Linked DNA regions of Arachis hypogaea: region 2 is linked to region 1. The links are chromatin contacts, called in public Hi-C maps. All regions are on one chromosome and are shown on one strand. The core of a region is the stretch at or near the end of the contact, and the rest is flanking DNA. Distances in the headings are between cores, read along the strand shown. Region 1 holds the start of LOC112738305 (PHD finger protein ALFIN-LIKE 4). Region 2 holds the start of LOC112738308 (protein Brevis radix-like 4).

Region 1 (5,516 bases), core at 1,634-4,133:
TGCTGCATGTGGAATTTATGTTGAGAAAAAATTGACTGAGGTTGAAGGTCGTGTTCTTGAGCCACCCGTATCTTTCTCTATCGGCATGCTTTAAAAGCGTGGCTATAGGGTTATACATATGGCCACGCTTTTAAGTGTGGCAATAAATAAAAACATGACAAAAAATAAAGCGTAGTTATAGATTGACAAAAGCGTCATGATAAAACAATCGGCAAGCTTGTAGATGTGACTCTTTCAAAAGCATATCGATAGCTCAAAAAGCGTGATGAAAAGCTGTCGCCACGCTTTTTTTCACTTTTCGGCACGCTTTGAAAGTGCGGCAAAAGCCATTTTTTCTTGTTGTGAGATCCATTAATAAAGGCTTATTTTACTCTAATGAATTTAGATTTAATTAAAGTTTAATTACTTTGTTGGTCTCTATATATTTACCAAATTTTTAATTAGATCTCTATATTTTTTTCAATTGGGTTTCTATACTTTTTTTTCTTTTCAATTAGGTCACTATAATGCTTTTAATTTTGTAATTAGGTCTTTTTTCATGTCAAAAACGTTAAAATTAATAAAATATTTCTCCCAAAATGCATATAGTCAAAGATTAATTAGGTTTTTAATTATGATTACTTTCAATTTGAAAAGAAATATTTAGTTAACTCGAATATTTTTTAACTAGGAATGACCTAATTATAAAATTAAAAGTAGTGTATATACCCAATTGAAAGAAAAAAATTTAGAGATCTAATTATAAATTTGATAAAACTATAGAAACGTACAAAATAATTAAATCTTCAATTAATCAGATATGCTAATACAGGTTTTCTTTCTGATATGCATAAACAACTTACAAATAAGTTATCTATTCACAATTGGAGATACAATTATATCTTTATGTTCAATAAAGTAAGTCATAGTTGTAGCATCTTCAAATCATACAAAAACATTAGCTATTAATGAAATAATTTGAGAGTGTGTTTGATTTAATTCAATCATCTAATTTGTCCAAGATATATGTGATTTACCATAGAAAAGATACCAACAATCATATATAAAGATAATTCGACTTTCATACACCGACTAAAGAAAGGATAAACTAAAGGTGACAGGACAAACATATTTCACTAAAACTTTTTTACAAACATGATTTTCAACAAAGTGATGAGAGAGACATTCAATAAATTCGTTCCATTGGTAAGTTGACAATGGTTTATAAAATCGTTATTTACTTCAACATTTAAAAAGTTAATGGATCCACTAGAGAAACAATGAACTATTTGTACAATGTGTACTGGGCTATTGAGTTACTATACTATCTAGAATAATCATCCGAGTACTAGCGATAATAAACATCTTTCCAAAAACTAAAACTGATTTTGGAGTTCACCAAGAATCGAACGTTCACCAAGAATCGAACTCTTGATCTTTTGGATCTAACGCTCTAATACCATGTCATGATACCACTCATCCAAAAAGCTTTAGCTGATGGAAAAAGGTAACACTAATAATTATATCTCTAATACTCCCTAAACCTCCATTGTTCACATTGTATAAATATTCTATTGGCTTCTCATACTTTCCCAAAGTTAATATATAATATTATGACATCCTCATTATCAAGTGATGTAGTTATTGGGGAGCATTCCTTAACCATAATTTTTAACCCAAACTTATTTTTTTTGGTTATATTATAATTAAGACAAATTGTTTAACGTATTGGAAAATAATATACTCTTTTTTCTTTCACTAAAAATTTTTCTTTTAGATATTTTTATTAATAAAATTTAACAAGACACTAGTTACTTACGAAAGACTTTCAAAAAAGTGTAAAATAAACATATTATTTTAGATATTTTAAGATTTTAACTGGAATTTCATATTTTAAGTAATAGAATTAGTTACAGATGTAATTTATGTAATTTAGGTGAGTTAGTTAAGGTAGTATTTGGTGGAGAAACAGAGACGGAAAGACCGAGACTAAGAGACTGAAATTTAAATAAATTTTAGTATTCTGTTTGGTACAAAGTGCAGGAATTAAAACAAGAATAAAACTCTAATTTAATTTGCACAAAGGATAAAATTAGAATTAATTAATTAAAATGAGGATATTTTAGGTATAAAATGTTATTAAAATTTCAGTCTCCATCTCTAAAAATTTTAGTCCTCTGTGTCCCTATTTTTTGAAAGTACTGAAATATTGAAATTTTTGGGAAAGAGACAGAAATTTTAGTACCAGTCTTTAAACTAACAAACATAATACTAAGTCTCAATCTTCCGGTCTCTGTCTCAGTACCTCAAAACAAATACTACCTATGAGTCAGACTCTTAATTATACGTAATCCTATAAGTGTTTTATATAAAATACATTCATTAGTAAAAGTCATATTTTATTCTTTCCATTTTCTTTTCTCTTTTCAACTTCTCTAAACCCTAATTTTCATTTTCATGGAAAATTATTTTTATCAAATACTTCATCTATTATTTGCTTAATTTTTTTTATCTATATATAGTTAAATGAACTAATTAACCACTAATGACAAGTTGCCTTAATTTTTTTAAGCTTCTAAGTAATTAGCTTTTCACAATAATTAACATGAGTTTTTCTTGTAATTCTAACTTTCTTATAATCATTATGTCAAAGGTGTTTCAGATTATTTCAACTGAAAAATTTAATTATTCAGAAATATTTGAACCTTAGAGAAAAAACATTAAGTATAATTATTTAATAAGTAATTTTATAAATTTAATAAATTATCCCCCAATATTGTTAAATTTTTATTTTGTTTTCATAAGAAATATTAAATAGTATACATATGTTTTACTGAGGGAAAATTAACAATAGCTAAACAACAAAATGGAGATAAATACCAGTTTTATAATAAGTGTGAAGTGTGAGACTTTTGAGGTTGGGGTAAGTGAAGACTGAAGAGTGAAGAGCAGGATATCAAAGAGAGTCCATCCAAATTTGCCTTTTTGCCACACAGGTAAGAGGAGTGTTCCCTCTCTTTTTTCTTTTGTGCTGCAATTCCAAATTCCAAAATCCCAAATCTCGCACTGCTTCCACTCTCTCTTCTATAAATACACAAAAACAAAAACCTCACCCTCTCTCACTTTACAGTTTCATTCTTCTCCTAGTTCTTCCTCTTCCCCTTTGCATTGTTTGAAAGAAGCAGTAGAAAAACAACAAAAGAAAAAGTGAGTGTGAGGTTTGGTTAGTGAAGGTGTAAGAAAGGGAGTGATGGACGGTGGCGGACACTACAACCCTCGCACCGTTGAGGAAGTTTTCCGCGACTTCAAGGGTCGCAGAGCTGCTATGATCAAAGCCCTCACCACTGGTCTCTCTCTTGACTGCGATTATCAGAGTGAAGCAGTGCATCACTCAATTTTTTTTTTTAATTTTCAAATTTAGGGTTTTCGTGAAAGAAATTGTTTTCTCTTTTCTTTTCTTGCATTATAATAAGTGTTGTTTTTTATTTTTGCAGATGTTGAGGAGTTTTACCGGCAGTGTGATCCAGGTTAGGGTTTATGCCTTCTTTTGTCTCCACTTTTGTATTTTCTGTGGTATTTGCTTCTGTTGAGAACTTGAGTATCCAATTATATCTGTTTAATTTTTACCCCCCCCCCCCCCCCGGGGGTGTTTTCGGTGTTTTCTTGCTTCATATTGTGAAAGATTTATGCATATTTGTTCTGTTATGGTTACTTGTTACTGCATTGTTCTGCTAATGTGAATGACAAGTTAAAAAGATCTTCTTTGTTTTTTTGGGTATGAAGTAGTTGTGTATTGCATGAACTTATTGAGTATGTGATAGTCGCTCACTTTTTGATTAGCAGAAATATCAAATTGTTTTTTGTTGATGGATACTGCTTACTTCTTCTTTGCACTGAAACGTCTGGTGCAGGAAGCAAATTGACTAGCATGTCGGAGCCTTGTTTACTTAACTAGACCCTTTACTTTTCTTCTGAGTTCTGACCTAAACCTTGGCCTTTCTGTTAAATTTCCAATTAGATTTTGTTTTAATGCATCATTGCATTTTGTTTTCCCTGCTTTGTGTTATTGTTTTTCCAAATTTGGTCCTCCATCCACCTATGGTAAATTTGCGTTTTTTTAAATGACTCCTCCCATAGTACAATTCTAACTTCTATTTAGAAATTTTATTAACGTTAGTTGTGATTTTAAAGGATTTTATGTTGTAAAAACTCTTGTTTTATGTGCTGTACATCCCTTGTCTAATTTTAGTTAGGATCTATAGGTTTGTCAACTTTGTTCTTTGTTGTCACATCCATGCTTTTCTTTTTATTTTAATTGTATTCAGTATTATTGAAATCCTGTAGAAGTGTCCTGTTCTATGATTTTTCATGGTTTTAGATGCAGTTAACTAACTTTTAGTTTATATTTGTGAACAAAGATTAATATGTATAATTTACTATAATTGGAAGTTGGTAGAGTTTGGAATTGGAAGTTGTGTTTTTCAACTTTGCTGCTTTCAGTAAACAAGTCTAATGCTCTCGCATTGGTTGCTTCTAGTGATTGGAATCCTGTGCTGTTTTTTGAGTTGTTTCATGCTTATTTATTACATTTTTGTCCAATTGATCAGATAAGGAGAACCTCTGTCTGTATGGATACCCCACTGAACAGTGGGAAGTTAATTTACCCGCTGAAGAAGTTCCTCCTGAACTTCCCGAGCCTGCATTGGGCATAAACTTTGCTAGGGATGGGATGCAAGAGAAGGACTGGCTAACTTTAGTTGCAGTTCACAGTGATGCATGGCTAATTGCAGTGGCTTTCTACTTTGGAGCAAGATTTGGTTTTGACAGAGCTGACAGGTATATATATATATATATATATCCTACAATCTTTGTTTTCCTCAGTTGGATGAATACATGCTTTTGGATGCATGCCGTCTTCTTTTGCTTCAGAACTTATGTTTCTTATGTCACAATTTCTTAATTTAGTTGGCCTATACATGTAGTAGTTCACTTTAGAACATTTGGTGGAATTAAAAAACCCTAGTCACAATTGATCAAGTGTAAATGTGTAATTCTTGATGCAGGAAACGTCTATTCACTATGATTAATGATCTGCCAACAATTTTTGAGGTTGTGACTGGAACTGCAAAGAAACAGTCGAAGGAAAAGTCATCAGTTTCAAACCACACAAACAGCAAATCAAAATCTAGTTCAAAAGGGGTAAAAACATCTTACTTCCGTTACTTGTCCTTATATGATACTAGTTTTATAATCATTTGTTTTATGTCATTTTTGCCGTATTCATTATTTGGAATTAGTAAAGCATTGTTGTCGTATTTGGTAAAAGAGTTATTGACTTATTGTGTTGTGTTCTCCTCTTAATGTCATTTTTGCATGCTTGTCCGTTTTGGAACAAAAGCGAGGATCTGAATCGGTTAAGCAAACAAAGCAAGCAAAGGAAGAGGATGAGGGTGCAGAGGAATATGAGGAGGAGCATGGGGAGACCCTGTGTGGTGCATGTGGGGAGCTCTATGCAGCTGATGAGTTTTGGATTTGCT
Region 2 (6,058 bases), core at 128-2,627, 170 kb before region 1:
CACACAATATACAACACAAAACGGCAACAAAAACCAGGCAAACGACAACAAAAGCATGCGTTCGAGTTTTTTCGGATATAATATACGTATACGCGCACCTGAATCGTATGCGCTTGAGGTCGTTCCCGCCACGGGGAAGCGACACGAACGTGATCAAGACGCCAGGCTCCACCTGCGCCACCCACTCCTTCGGCTCGTTCTCCTCCACTAGCACCACCACCGGCTCCGCCCTCCGCCCGCTCCCTCCGGCGGAGCTCGGCGTCCCCTCGCCGCTCGATATCCCCTTAAGCCTCGCCTCCATCTCCTTTCCCCACCCTGTCCTTGTCCCCGCCGACGAGCTTGAGCTCCCTGTCCGTCTGTACGACCACCGGAACCGATCCGAGTCCCCATCCGAGTCTCCACCGCTTCCAATACTGGCACCGCCCACTCCACTGGCTGTCCTGAGTCGACTCGGCGGCGCGCACGGACTGCAGTTCTTGTACGCACCCGACGCCTTCAACGCCATATCCTTTAACTGAAGAAAACCAAAAAAACAAACACACGCGCCCGCGGTGGAGAGTTTAAATCACGACACTTAGATAAAGCAATGAGAGAAAGAGAGAGCTCTTGCACTTTTTTTGTTTCTTTTTTGTTTCTTTTCCTTTTCTCTAATAGAAGTTACCTGAGAGGTGATGGACTTGACGGATTGATTCTTTCCGATGCTGGAATTGGGATCGTCCGGGTGACTCAGTGAGTCTTCCCCGAGTTTCTTCGGCCGAGCTATGCACGTCAGCATTTTCTTTTTCTTTTTCTCTTTTGAAAGAGAAGAAGAGTGAGTTGAGAGGGGAATAGAAGGTTAGATCAGATTGTTGGATTATAAAAAAGCGTGGTAACCGAGAAACGATTATGAGTTGGTGCCATGCGAAGAAGCAGCAGCAACTTCAATTACTACGACGAGATCACAGACTGTCTTCTCTCTGCTGATAGAAACTGCAAAATATAAATAAAAAATATATAAAACATGTAAAGATGTGAGCACTAAAGTGTGGTGGCAGCAGCGTGTTAATTAGTTAATTAATGAAAATTGGAGGAGGGGGTTTAACAGTACTAGTATGAGGGAGGGGACCATGTGGTCGGAAGTAACTGGCGGATTCAGGTGGCAGTGGGAAGAAGAGAGAGTAAGTCAAGTGTGTTTGTTTTTGTTTTTAATGGGAGAGGAGATGATTTGATTTGAGGAGAGTAGGAGACTGTGGAATCTGCTTTTTGTCTTTGGGGTGGGACTATCAGCCTATATCAGCCTATCATTTCCTTTTAACCTGTTAATGCGGATGTGCGTGTCTGTATCTGTCTCTCTTGAGCTGAGTTTCGCGGTTGCCGTCCCTTCAAGCTTTTCAGTATTTGTTGGGCTCGTTGTGGACTCAGCTACTTGTGTTGGCTGAGCCCGTTTTTCTATTGGACAGAAGACAATACATCCCAATAACGTACACAATTTATCGACCAAAAAAAAAAGTACACAATTTGGGGCTCAAGGAAAACATAACTAATAACCCATGTATGACAACGACTAAAAAAAGAGAGAACTTTTTCCCCATTGCCTGCTGTAGCCGATTCTTGAAGTTCTCCAAAAAAAAAAAAAAAAACGATAGAAGTTCTCAAGGACAAGTCTTTCTCCCATCTTCCATCCTCGGATCTTTGTCTCGGATCAAGCTTTTCCAAAATAAAAACATTGGTAAAGTAACGAAGTCATTTTTTAATAAAATTAAGAAAATGAACTTATACATAATAAAAAGTTATAAATTTAAAAATAATTATAATATTATTTAACCACTTTATCAATTTTCTCATTTTAGATAACTTTTTTTTATTTGACCTGTCATCTCCTTCTCTCAACTCTTTTCTTTACCCTCTTACCCACCATATTTTATGTACTTTTTTTGGGTAATGTTATTGTACTGAAGGAAAAAAAATTTTCTCATGGGCTGAAGAAGTGTAGCACTAGAAGAGAGGTGACGTGTGTTAGTGTTGTTCCCACACTTGTAGATAGGGGTGGAAATAGGCCAGGCCAGGCCAGGCTTTACTCTTAACAGGCCTGGCCTGTCATACAGTTAATTGGCCTGAGCCTGGCCTGCAGCCTGTTATAGGCTCTTTATAAGGTACTAGGCCTGGCCTGTTATTCAGTCTGGCCTGGCCTGAAGCCTGTTAAAAGGCCTGATTTTTTTTTTTTACAAAAATAAAATTATTATTTAAAAAAATTATTTTTTAATAAAAATATTTATATGTAATATGTCATATATTTAATATTTATAAAAAAATTTTAAACTTTTAATGTATTTAAAATATACAAAAATATTTATAATAAAATATAATAGATTTAAAATATCTCATAATTTTGTTATAATAAATAATTATTTATATATTTAATTATATTTTAACAGGCCCAAGCAGGCCTGACAGGCCAATAAGATTAATTAGCGAGCCTGGGCCTGGCCTATTAACGTATTAAGGCTTTTAAATGAGCCTGGGCCTGTACCTATTTTATAACAGGCCAGGCCAGGTCAGGCCAAACACAGGCCAGGCTGCAGGCCCCTGGCAGGCCGCCTGGCCTTTTTCCACCCCTACTCGTAGATAAGTTTTGTGTCAAAGTAGAGTGGGTAGAATATGTCAACATCATTAATATTAATTACATTAGATTAATTTGTTTTTAATGATGATAATTTATTTGTTGGGTTTTATAGGAGATTTCTTTTAAATAAATAAAAAATATTTTATTTATTGAAATAAATAATTTGTAAAATAATTACAAAAATATGTAGTATGTCTTATCTTGTTTACAGTGTAAATGAGATAAGTTTACACATATCTTGTTTACACTGTAAACAAGATACGTGATAAATTATCACGTTTACAGTGTAAATGAAATACAATAAGACAAATTTTCAACAGCTATAAAAGGATGTGCAACCTTTGGTATTCTCCATATACATTTCATATCTTCTTCTCCTATATCTTTCTTTCAAAAAATAGGCAAAAATATCCAGTAGTAGCGGATATGTTGTTGTCTGTGTGTATCCCAATTGTTGTATGAGAAACAATGACAATGGGGTGATATTTGAGTATGATAATATGTTACTATTGTGCACTCGGCGAGTAAGTTCTTTGTTCGAGTTTAATATTGAGTAACCTTGGTGATTTACAGAGAAAAGGGATCGGAAGAGTGGGGTATAGGTTGCTAGTATCGTTGGAAAATGGAGTTTTTCGGTGTCGTCTGTTTCGGCTCCATGGCAGAACAAGTGCTGGAGTTTTTCACGGAGGTTGGTGATGTTGGTGGCGGCAGATCCGCCCACTCGACCTTTGTGCAGGATGATCCACCTCTCGCACCACCACCGATTCATGTTGCTAGTCCAGTGGAAGATATGGACGTGGATGATGAAGACTCCGATGAGGAGTATGTTGCGGATAGCAACGATAGTGGTTCTTCTGAAGATGATGATGAGGAGGAGTTTGTACCAAAGATGCCAGTCGAGACAGCGGTGTGCTATGTTTTGCCTCCTCCCCCACCTGATTTCGGCGCTATCATATGTACCAAGTCACTATCATGCATTGGATCTAGACGCGATGCATGAAAAATCTCCATTTTTCAACACCGGGAAAGACGATTACAGTGGGGTGGAGTTTCGGGTCAGTCACAAATTCAAAAGCACAGATGCAGTAATGCAGGGTGTGAAGAACTACAACATTTGCAGAAGGGCTAAGTACCAAGTTGTTGAATCAGACCGATTAAAGTACCATGTGCATTGCTGCCAATCTGCAATTGGAAGTCCCTGGAGTCTCCGTGTAGCCCTCCGATAGAATCTCGGATATTGGTGAGGTCAAATTTAATTGTGGCATTTTTACTCATTTATGATTGTTATATCTGGTGTAGTTTCTGACCATGAATGTTTTATTTCGTTAGGAAGGTCCGGAAGGTTGGTGGAGCGCATACATATTTACCACTTACCATGTCCCAAGACCATCGACAGTTGGACAGCACCCTCATCTGCAATGTCATCCTGCCGTTGATATAGTCCAACCCATCTGTCAGTATCCATGTCCTACAGGGTACAGTTCAACAAAGCTATCACTTCAAACTCTCGTATAGAAAGATCTGGATGGCAAAGCAAAAGGCAATTGCGCAGATATACGGAGATTGTGAGGAGTCATACAACAACGTGCCGAAGTTGCTACAAGCACTTCAGAGTTGTTGTCCCGGAACAGTATGTGAGCTCAGGGCCTTATCTTACTATGATGGGCACCTTATGGTCCGCGACTGTAGCATGTTCGACAAAGTATTCTGGGCCTTCCCGTCTTATGTCGAGGCTTTCAAGCATTACAAGCCATTTGTTTCTATCAATGGGACGCACATGTATGGCAAATATGGTGGTGTGTTGCTTATTGCAGTGGCACAAGATGACAACAGTGTAACACCCTATTACCCAATGCCTTACCTCATACCGTAAAGGTTTGAAGGATAACAAAGTGCCATGATAGTTCTAAAACTTGTATAGTAAAATATATAGAAAGAAATATTAATACTAGAAGACCAATGAAGGAATAAAAGCTCAAAGTCGCATAAACCGGAATTACAAAGCGCGAAGCGTTCACACACGATAGCTAAATGCGTTGGCATGAAAAGATACAAAACATAATACATACATATATAACCTTGTAGATAGCTCCAGGATACATAAGGTAATAATTTAAGTAGACAAGATATATATAAGTATGATATACAAAAAGAAAATTAGTCACAGCCTGCGAAGTTTAGGCCGACTAGTCGAGAGATACAACATAGTTTTATAAAAAGCTTACTTCCTATCTCTCAAGGGTTAAAGCAAAAGCCTCTAAGGCAACAAAGTTATATAAATACAAAGGATGAGAGAGTAACTACATCAAAATAAAGCAGAATTAAAACAAAGGAGAAACTATCCTCCGCTCTGTCACTATGTCCGCAAACTCACCGGGGTGAATTTGTGACCTGCATCTGAAAAACAACAAAAATATATGGCATGAGAACCGGAGGTTCTTAGTATGGTTACAGTGCCCAATATGTAAGATATAAGGTTCCGGGATGTCAAAGGCAATCATAGAACTTCACATCAAAACAGATATATTCAAGCCTAAAGAAGTAAATAACTTAAACCATAAACAGGGTAGTCTAACTTAAGGGATTTCTAACTAATACTAATCATCGTTGTCCCACATCCTTCACCAACCTACCCTCCATGAGATCCCATCGCCACCGCCTACCTAACCTCCTCAATGCCAGTAAAACACATATAATGCAAACAAGTAAAGCACAAATAGTATACATATATAGCAGGTAAATCAACTAGCATTTAGCCATATTATTCAAATAGGCATAACTCCAGTAATCAAAGCAAGAAAGCATGTAAAAGATGCATATAATAAATGTCTATCCTATTTGGCTCGTGATATCACTTGTCGGTTCAAAATGCCAACTAACACATCCCCGGGATGTCGCCTTTCTGCCACGACCAGGGATATATTGCCCTACTCACTCTTTCTTACACCCCGTAAGTTGTAGTGCCTGGCACACTGTAAGAACCCGAGTTTTTCACGCAAAACTGTTTTAATAAAATAATTTTAGTGCCTGGAATAGATTCAAAATTTATAAGTTTTAATTTGAAAATATAAATGTGAAAATTGGTTTCAGTGAATTTTTCTAAGTCAGAAAATGTATTTTCTGCGAAAAACTGAGAACCGGCAACCGATCCGTTCGAACCGATTTAAGCCTGTCCGATACCGTGTTTTCAGAAAAAATAATATTTTGGAAAATTTAATTATTGTTTTAAAAGGACAAAAATAATTTAGAATTGAAAACTGGGCACTAATCTTAAAGGTTTTGGCCCAAAGTGGGTCAAACGGGCTAAAAACCCTAACAAATTGGACCGGGTCCAAACCGGGCCCGAGGCCCAACATATATATGCTCATTTAAAGAGCAACTCAGCCATTCCACCCCAAATTAAAAGAAAGGGGCGCTGCTGGGTGAGAGAAGGGAGGAAGAAGGTTACTATTTACC

What was found. A called contact is a pair of places that touch in the nucleus more often than the background predicts.
Region 2: a contact with region 1 is called in a Hi-C map of leaf, with 1.9 times the contacts expected there. The contact joins the promoter of LOC112738308 here to the promoter of LOC112738305 in region 1. A contact is called at or near these places in 2 of 8 Hi-C or Micro-C datasets (both in leaf).

What each region holds. Positions count from the first base shown.
Region 1 is chr13:47,680,695-47,686,210 of arahy.Tifrunner.gnm2.J5K5, reverse strand. It overlaps LOC112738305 (PHD finger protein ALFIN-LIKE 4), which reads left to right and starts at 2,883. Exons shown (of 6, transcript XR_011869710.1): 1 at 2,883-3,326; 2 at 3,474-3,506; 3 at 4,587-4,815; 4 at 5,043-5,178; 5 at 5,378-5,516.
Region 2 is chr13:47,845,775-47,851,832 of arahy.Tifrunner.gnm2.J5K5, reverse strand. LOC112738308 (protein Brevis radix-like 4) reads right to left here and starts at 1,377. Exons shown (of 6, transcript XM_025788691.3): 1 at 1,088-1,377; 2 at 662-969; 3 at 99-514. The coding sequence starts at 775. It overlaps LOC112734068, which reads left to right and starts at 4,128. Exons shown (of 1, transcript XM_025783255.1): 1 at 4,128-4,475. The coding sequence starts at 4,128. The coding sequence ends at 4,475.